Regions from separate parts of the Salmo salar genome. Here region 2 is linked to region 1. The links are chromatin contacts, called in public Hi-C maps. All regions are on one chromosome and are shown on one strand. The core of a region is the stretch at or near the end of the contact, and the rest is flanking DNA. Distances in the headings are between cores, read along the strand shown.

Region 1 (4,099 bases), core at 512-3,011:
CAGAGCATACTAAGTCTACCTTAAAAAATATTGAATAAGATGTTTTTGTTTTCTTAAAAATATCATTTTATGGATGTGATATTTAGCAAGAACTTTAATAAAATGTATCACAATACTTTTCATTTGTGGAGAATCTTGGACTATCAAAAACAAGAAGAACATCACAAGCTTGCAGATGGATGTCCCCACTAAATATTTTACCCCAGTCCAGTCGAGGATCCATCCAGAACATATTCACAAACACATTGGAAAAACAAATGCCCAAGTGATCTTTTCGTTGGATGGGTATTCTCTGTGAGTTATTTAAAGTGTTTCCCTCACTTTGTTTGTGAGCGCATATTTGTGTGATAAAATCCATACCTTTGGCCAATTTACAACATATTGCAAGTTCCACCAACATTTTTGCTATTGGAACATCACTGTCATAAAAAGCTTCTCTTTGAATGAATTATATATATTTTTGTTTATCATTAACTGGGACACTGTTAATTGCTATGGTTGACGGTGATGGATCTGTATTGAACACAGTTTGTTTCAAAAGTGTTAGAACACCACCTGGTATTGCTTAAGACACCATGTCATATTCCTTTGGTGAGACAGGGAGTTCATACATTCTTAAAAACTCACTGTATGTATATAGGTGTCCATCTGAGTTCAGCAGCTGGCCCACAAGTAAAATGTTCTTTCTAAACCAATGTTCTAAAAACAGCGACTTGTTTTTATATTTTATGATAAGATTATTCAATATAACATACTTATGAGGGGGGAAATTATGTTTGTATAGAAGGAACCAACAATGAAGCATTTGTTTGTGGAAATCAGCCAGTTTAACAGGACGTTGTTCACCTGCTGGACATTGCAAAAGGAAACTTAAGCCACCAAATTCATTGAAATTAAGATTTGGTACTGTAAACCAAAAGCTGTTTGGGTCCTTAAAGTATCACTTTATCCATGAAATCTTTAAGACTTAATTAAAACACATTAGGACTGCCCACACCTTTTTTAAGAACATTTTTTTTCTTCTTCACATTGTGAGGTTTATTTTTCCATATAAAGTTAAACAGTGTCTTATCTAATTGGGAATGAATAGATTTGGGACTGTCAAGACAAGAGAACACATAAGAGGTTCTAGACATCTCTTCAGCCTTAGTCAGCAAAACTCTTCCTTGAATGGACAAATCTCGGCCTAACCATGAGTTGAATTATATATATATATATTTTTTATAGCTCAGACAACTGAGGAAAGATTAAGGTTCTTCCCTCTCAGCTACCCATACTTGATTAATTTCCAAATAGGCTTTCTCCAACGACCCATGGCGGAGTTTAAGCACAGATAGAACAATTAGACAGATATTTGGTTGGCGTTTCCACTTACTACCAAATATGGTGGTGAGAGCACAGCGGCCGGCAGTGGGGCAAGATGGATTTTGGCCGACATTCTGCTAATTTTGTAATCGATGAATCATTTAATCTCAATACAGTTTTCTGTTTCCAAAACTAGAATATGTTACGAACAGAGTGGACTACGTTTTGTAGACTTTACCCTTTGCCATTTTCTTTTAAAGATTGCGTTGTTTGGAAGGACTGCAAGGGCAAATTGATTTATTGCACATGCGTACTTCACAGAATAGGCGTTCCCTAATGGAAATATGCAAATATATGCTGAACGCACCAATAGGCTCACGCTAGGTCGTGCTTGGCTCTGCCTACTCTGATAAATTTTCTCCCATTGGAAATGACAGGCTGTGGTCTATCTTGGGTTAGTTATAAAAATCTTTGGTTTAAGTGCCTGCAAAAATATGGCATTATTATTCCTCTCTCTAGATCGTCCACTTCCGGAAACACCAGGATGTTCTTCTGTCCAGGAAAAGCGTGAAAACATCTACAACCTGTGCGAACAACGCAACGTGTAACTATTTATGAATTTATAGGCGTTACAGTTAATCAGCGAGATGATTTGGAGTGTACGGTAGCTGTTTACATTTCCCTTATCCTCGCTCTTTGGTCACGTTTGTGTATGTTGCACTAACTCGCTGTATTATTGAGTAAGTATGAGAATCGGGAACAAAAGTTGATGTCTGCTACTGAGCTAGCTAAATTAGCTAGTTTGCTGGCTAAATTTCAGGCAGGCAGGTTTTTGCCAGGTTTTATTAGCTAGCGTGTCTGTGCATAGCTGGATAATATTGTAGAATGTCAAAGGGCAACACGAAGATAACCATTACATGAGCAGTATTTAACTTCAGTGAAATGCAAGTGCAAATTCTAGCGACCTGAGGGCTAGCTAGAAATTGCTAGTAGCATAGCATGCAAATTCAGAAAATAAATGTGCACCAGTACCACGCGTGACAAGATGCTGCTATTCATGTGCTGCTATTACAAGCTTATAAACAATGTTTTTTTTTTTCCTGGCAAAAGCATTATGTTCAAAGTACAGAATAAAATAATAGCTCTTGCATGTTCCTAGTGATGCTACAGTCACCAATGTACACTATATTTACAAAAGTATGTGGACACCCCTTCAAATGAGTGGATTCGGCGATTTCAGCCACACCGGTTGCTGACAGGTGTATAAAATCGAGCATGCAGCCATGGAATCTCCATAGCCAAACATTGGCAATAGAATGGCCTTTCAACATGACACGTCATAGGATGCCACCTTTCCAACAAGTCAGTTTGTCAAATTTCTGCCCTGCTAAAGCTGCCTCGGTCAACTGTAAGTTCTCCTAGGTTGCAACACTCACTACCGAGTTCCAAACTGCCTCTGGAAGCAAAGTCAGCACAATAACTGTTAGTCGGGAGCTTCATGAAATGGGTTTCCATTGCCGAACAGCCGCACACAAGCAGAATGCCAAGCATGCGCAATGCCAAGCATGCGCAATGCCAAGCATGCGCAATGCCAAGCATGCGCAATGCCAAGCATGCGCAATGCCAAGCATGCGCAATGCCAAGCATCTGCTGAAGTGGTGTAAAGCTTGCAGCCATTGGACTCTGTAGCAGTGGAAACGCGCTCTTTTGAGTGCTGAAGCACGCTTCGCCATTTGGCAGTCCGACAGACAAATCTGGGTTTGGCGGATACCAGGAGAACGCTACCTGTCCCAATGCATAATGCCAGTTTTGTGGAGGAGGAATAATGGTCTGTGGCTGTTTTTTATGGTTCGGGCTAGGCCCCTTAGTTCCATTGAAGGGAAATCTTAACGCTACAGCATACAATGACATTCTAGACGATTCTGTGCAACAGTTTGGAGAAGGCCCTTTCCTATTTCAGCAGGACAGTGTCCCCGTGCACAAAGCGAGGTCCATACAGAAATGGTTTGGCGAGAATGGTGTGGAAGAACTTGACTGGCCTGCACAGAGCCTGATCTCAACCCCATTGAACACCTTTGGGATGAATTGGAACACCGACTGCGAGCCAGGCCTAATCGCCCAACATCAGTGCCCGACCTCACCAATGCTCTTATGGCTGAAAGGAAGAAAGTCCCCACAGCGTTGTTCCAACATCTATTTGAAGGTCTTCCCAGAAGAGTGGAGGCTATTATAGCAGCAATGGGGGGGATCAACTCTATATTAATGCTAATGATTTTGGAATAAGATGTTCGGCTTGCAGGTGTCCACATACTTTTGATCATTTAGTGTATGTGGGATTGTGCGCTTGTAAACTGACAGGTATGAAAGTGAATGTATACTGTACATATCATGTGTGTCTGCTGCAGAGCTTGTTTGCTGCGTCACAATCGCTGCCTGGATTGGTGACAGGAGGCCCTGGAGAAGGAGTGGCCTGAGGTCAAGCCCTAAAGCCCCAGAGCCTGGTCATGATGGACCATAAGAGAGCTCTAACCATTTCACTGGCCGTTGACAAGGTGGATAACTCTCAAGTATGTCTGGCCTGCCTGGCTATATTAGTCCATTGTGATTCCTAGTCTTTTTCTCAGCCACTATGCAATTACTATAATCAACAACAGTGAGAATTTTAACAGTACCACCTTCTGCTTTTAAGATGGGAAGTCCACTAAAAATTCCCAAGACCCTTCTTTCTTCAGAGTTGAGATGTGGGAATGAAGAGTCACAGGTAAATGTTATTCTCTACAGGTCACCTTTCTCT
Region 2 (4,204 bases), core at 432-2,931, 250 kb after region 1:
GTTGATCAAGACAAGTTACAAATAGCTCTCTAAGCTATGCAATGACTAACATGACAAGAGGAACTGATGATGCACTACCAATTTCACCTCGTGCATTCTACATTACAACTTTGAAGAGGAAGTTTAAAGCCGGACTGAGTCCCCCCCCCACCCCAGTATGGGAACCACTGCTATAGATGATTTGTGAGCCACAAACAGCCATTGAAAAACAGATCAGCACCATCAGTTAAAACATCCTTCAGATACAGACAAAGTGTTTGGACCATGGAAAAATGGTAGAATCATTCATCTAGCAACCCAATTGGATTCACTCATCTTTACCTTTGCATGATATAGAATGCGCTACAGCTGGTCAGTGGTCACTGCCCTCTAGAAACCACTATACTATATAGTACACAGTTCTGCTTCAAAAGTTTTAAAAATGCCAGGCTGGCAGGCCGGTTCTTATGCATCTCCACAAAGAAACGTGGGCCTATATAGGCCAAGTACTGTAACCTGAATTGAAAGAGTGAGTTTGTAGAATGTGTTGAGTGGATCATGATTCATGACACACAACTGGTTAATATCATCAGAATAATATAAGCACTAGCTGAACTGATGAGTTTATGATGAACAATCTCTTCCCTATCCAGTCCACACCCAGATAGGCCTTTTATCAACAAACAGTTACAATACATAGATTCAATCACGTCAAATGCAACTACTTTAGTTGATTTTGATTTTAACTTGTTGGTCTGGCCTTTGGCTAGCAAACAAGCTAGCTAAATTAGCTACCAACAAAAGGTGTCTGTCTAGATAACTTGATATATTATGCGAACTATGACACCCATCTCATTTTAACACAAGGCTTGGCTTGTACAGAAGTCATTCAATTAACTTGCTGACTAACGAAAGGGCGAGGTTCGGATTGCAGCTTGTTATCTTATTTGCAGTGATTCACGACATGATAGCTAACGTTAGCTACCTAACGTGGTAATTTGACAGCTCGTTAGTTTGCTGTTATGCCAATAACTAACTCTGGCTCAAAATCTGTTGCACTGGCTATATTGTTAGCTAACATAACTAGATAATCGTATTGTCACTAAAGGTGTCAAAACGAACGTAACTCGCTAACTAGCTAGTAAGAAAGCCAAGTTGGATCATACATAGCCAATTAATTTTCCTGTAACTGACAGGATGTAGAACCATGCCAAATACAGACCAACTCAAACCTCTCATTTATGGTTAGAATGTTGACTTCCTGCAAAATAATTCACAGTTTAGCGTTTTAACCGGTATCAGAGAATGAATGTTCGACTTCATTTAATACAAACAAAAAAAACAATATCATTGCACCAATAACATTATGTATACAACTTAAGAGAGGTCTTAGAGAAAATAAAACAAATGTGGCTTTAAAAACAAACCCGATGCTAGCATCAATCGTTAGGTAGAAATGCTAACTGTGATTGAGAATGTGATTCAGGTTGTCAATATTAGCAATATCGAAACAGACAGCTATATGTATCCCACCTGTAACTGGACGACTTAAACCCGCTGTTGTGTCGGTATTTCTCTCAGGACCTTGGCAGCCAAAATGTTTAACCAGGGCTGGCAAACACAGAATCCTAGCCTCACATGAGGAAGTCTGGCCGCTTGTCGACGTAAACCTGTACGTGGCATACAGCGGAGCGCGCAGTCGTAGTGACTCAACTATTTAACGTATTTTTTCTGCATAGGAACAGTGGTGGAAAAAGTACCCAAAGCTCATACTTGAGTAAAAGTAATCATACCTTAATAGAAAATGGCTCAAGTGAAAGTTACCCAGTAAAATACTACTTCAGTAAAAGGCTAAAAGTATTTGGTTTGAATTACACTTAAGTATCAAAAGTAAATGTAATTGCTAAAATAAACTTAAGTATCAAAAGTAAAAGTACAAGTGTAAATCATTTCAAATTCCTTATATTAAGCAAACCAGACAGCATCATTGTCTTATTTTAATTTACGGATAGCCAGGGGCACGCTCCAACACTCAGACATCATTTACAAACAAAGCATGTGTTTAGTGAGTCCATCAGATCAGAGGCAGTAGGGATGACCTGGGATGTTCTCTTAATAAGTGTGTGAATTTGCTCATTTTCCTGTCCAGCTAAGCATATAAATGTAAAGAGTACTTTTGGGTGTCAAGGAAAATGTATGGTGTAAAAAGTAAATACTTTTATTTAGGAATGTAGTGAAGTAAAACTACTTAAGTAGTACTTTCAAGTATTTTTACTAAAGTACTTTACACCACTGCATAGGTGCAGGTTGAGAAATGTTGTTTTATATTAAATATGTGACTCTGTGTGATGTGGTTTCCTCTATACCTTTTACAGGACGTGTTTTGCTTAATTTCAAAGGTTACTGTGACACATAAGTGATTATGTGGTGAAAGCAACTGTGATGAAACTACTCATCTAGCACATCACAAGGTCTGTAACAATCAAGACAAATAAAGACACAATCAAGACAAAAGGATTTAATTTCCCTTTTTATTGGTGGTAAAAACATAATCATATAAAGTGAGGGAGCAATGGGTCAAGCATACAGGACATTTAAGAGGTATATGAATGATGAGCTCCAGGGTTGGGGTCAATTCCATTTCAAATCCAGTCAATTCAGGAAGTACACTGAAATTCCAATTCTCTTCAATGCTTATCAATGATAATTTGGAATTTATATTTGGTTTACTTTCTGAATTGACTGGTATTGACCACAACCCTGTGGAGCACTACAGTTTGGGCACATTACAGGGGCAAATCAAGACCACTTGATAGCTGTCAAGACACAGAGTAACCTGTCAGGCCAACTTAGCGCAATGATGCATACATTTTTTTGCCTTTGAAACACAGCATCCCATGTCTCTCAGTCTCAAGCTTTGTACAGTACTTGTGCGCATGCCTTACAGGGCTTTCAATATTGACAGACTAGTCACCGGATGTCAATTTACTGAAACCGTGACAACAAACTAGTCCAGCCCTGATTCCTCCACTGTTATGACAAAGAGTCAGTAGAGAGATCCTCCGTCATGCTGCAGTCTCACACAAGGGCTTGGTTCATAATTCTAAATGCTTCACAACAGCTGTAAATATTGCAGTCTCAGAAGGAGCTGCAGTCTCTATCGTTTATTCTCTGAGGCCTGATAAACAAAGTAGAGAATTGCTTTTATTTTCATTGAACTAGGCAAGTCAGTTAAGAACAAATTCTTATTTACAATGACGGCCTACCCCAGCCAAACGCTAACGACGCTGGGTCGGTAGTGACGCCTCTAGCACTGAGATGCAGTGCCTTAGACCGCTGTGCCACTAATTGTTTGTGTATGTGAGAGAAAATGTATACACCTGAGTGTCTTTAAAATGGAGAGAGAGAGCATGCGTGTTTTGGCAAGAAAATGTGTGTTGAATAGGCCACCTGGAAAGATATAATAGCCAGTGATTACATGAGGTAATAAATAAATAAATAAATAAATAAATAACAGAAAATACTAATATATGCATCCTAAAGACAGAGAGAAAAACAAAAACAGTTTTCCCCTAGCCTCAAAACCCACAAAACATCCTCGTCACTTCTTCTTCTTCTCCTGTGTGGAATCGAACCAGGCGTCCAGCAGCTTCTTGCTGTAGTAGATCTGCCAGGCGTGCACCTGCACCGCCACCACCATCACCAGGTACATGACGGTGACCGCCGCCCAGCCGAAGATGAAGCGGTAAGCCTTGCCGTGGCGGTACAGCTGCTGGGCCTCGCCAAGCATCTCCATGGAGCCGTAGAATAGCGGAGCGATGGAGAACAGGCCTGAGCTGATCATAGAGATCACCAGGTAGCTGATGTTGTTCTTGGGCAGCGACAGGCTGCCGGTGACCAGTGGAAAGAGACTGATCAGGTAGGGGTACTCCCATCTGTAGGGCTCAGCCACTGTATCGCTTGGCACCAGGTCGAGTTTGCTGACGATCACCTGGGCCGCCACCAGGAGCCAGAGCAGCAGGTGGACGAAGTTGAGTTTCCGGATCTCAGACTTTAGCGAGGCGCTGGAGACACAGGGAAAAGGGTGTTGAGACAGTATGGTTAATGGATAACTATAAACAATATGGTAATAGACAGGCAGGCACACTCAGACAGACAGAAAGGCAAGCGCAGACAAACAGACAGGCAGACAAACAAGCGTACAGACAGACACAGACACAAGCAT

The links. A called contact is a pair of places that touch in the nucleus more often than the background predicts.
Region 2: a Hi-C map of muscle shows a contact between it and region 1, with 15 times the contacts expected there. The contact joins the promoter of LOC106586706 here to the promoter of LOC106586707 in region 1. A contact is called at or near these places in 2 of 3 Hi-C or Micro-C datasets (gill and muscle).

What each region holds. Positions count from the first base shown.
Region 1 is chrssa25:36,888,959-36,893,057 of Ssal_v3.1, forward strand. LOC106586707 (SUMO specific peptidase 7) reads left to right here and starts at 1,762. Exons shown (of 23, transcript XM_045707491.1): 1 at 1,762-2,045; 2 at 3,711-3,872; 3 at 3,995-4,066. The coding sequence starts at 3,810.
Region 2 is chrssa25:37,135,278-37,139,481 of Ssal_v3.1, forward strand. LOC106586706 (trafficking from ER to golgi regulator) reads right to left here and starts at 1,682. Exons shown (of 8, transcript XM_014174256.2): 1 at 1,513-1,682. It overlaps jagn1a (jagunal homolog 1a), which reads right to left. Exons shown (of 3, transcript XM_014174252.2): 3 at 2,497-4,043. The coding sequence ends at 3,581.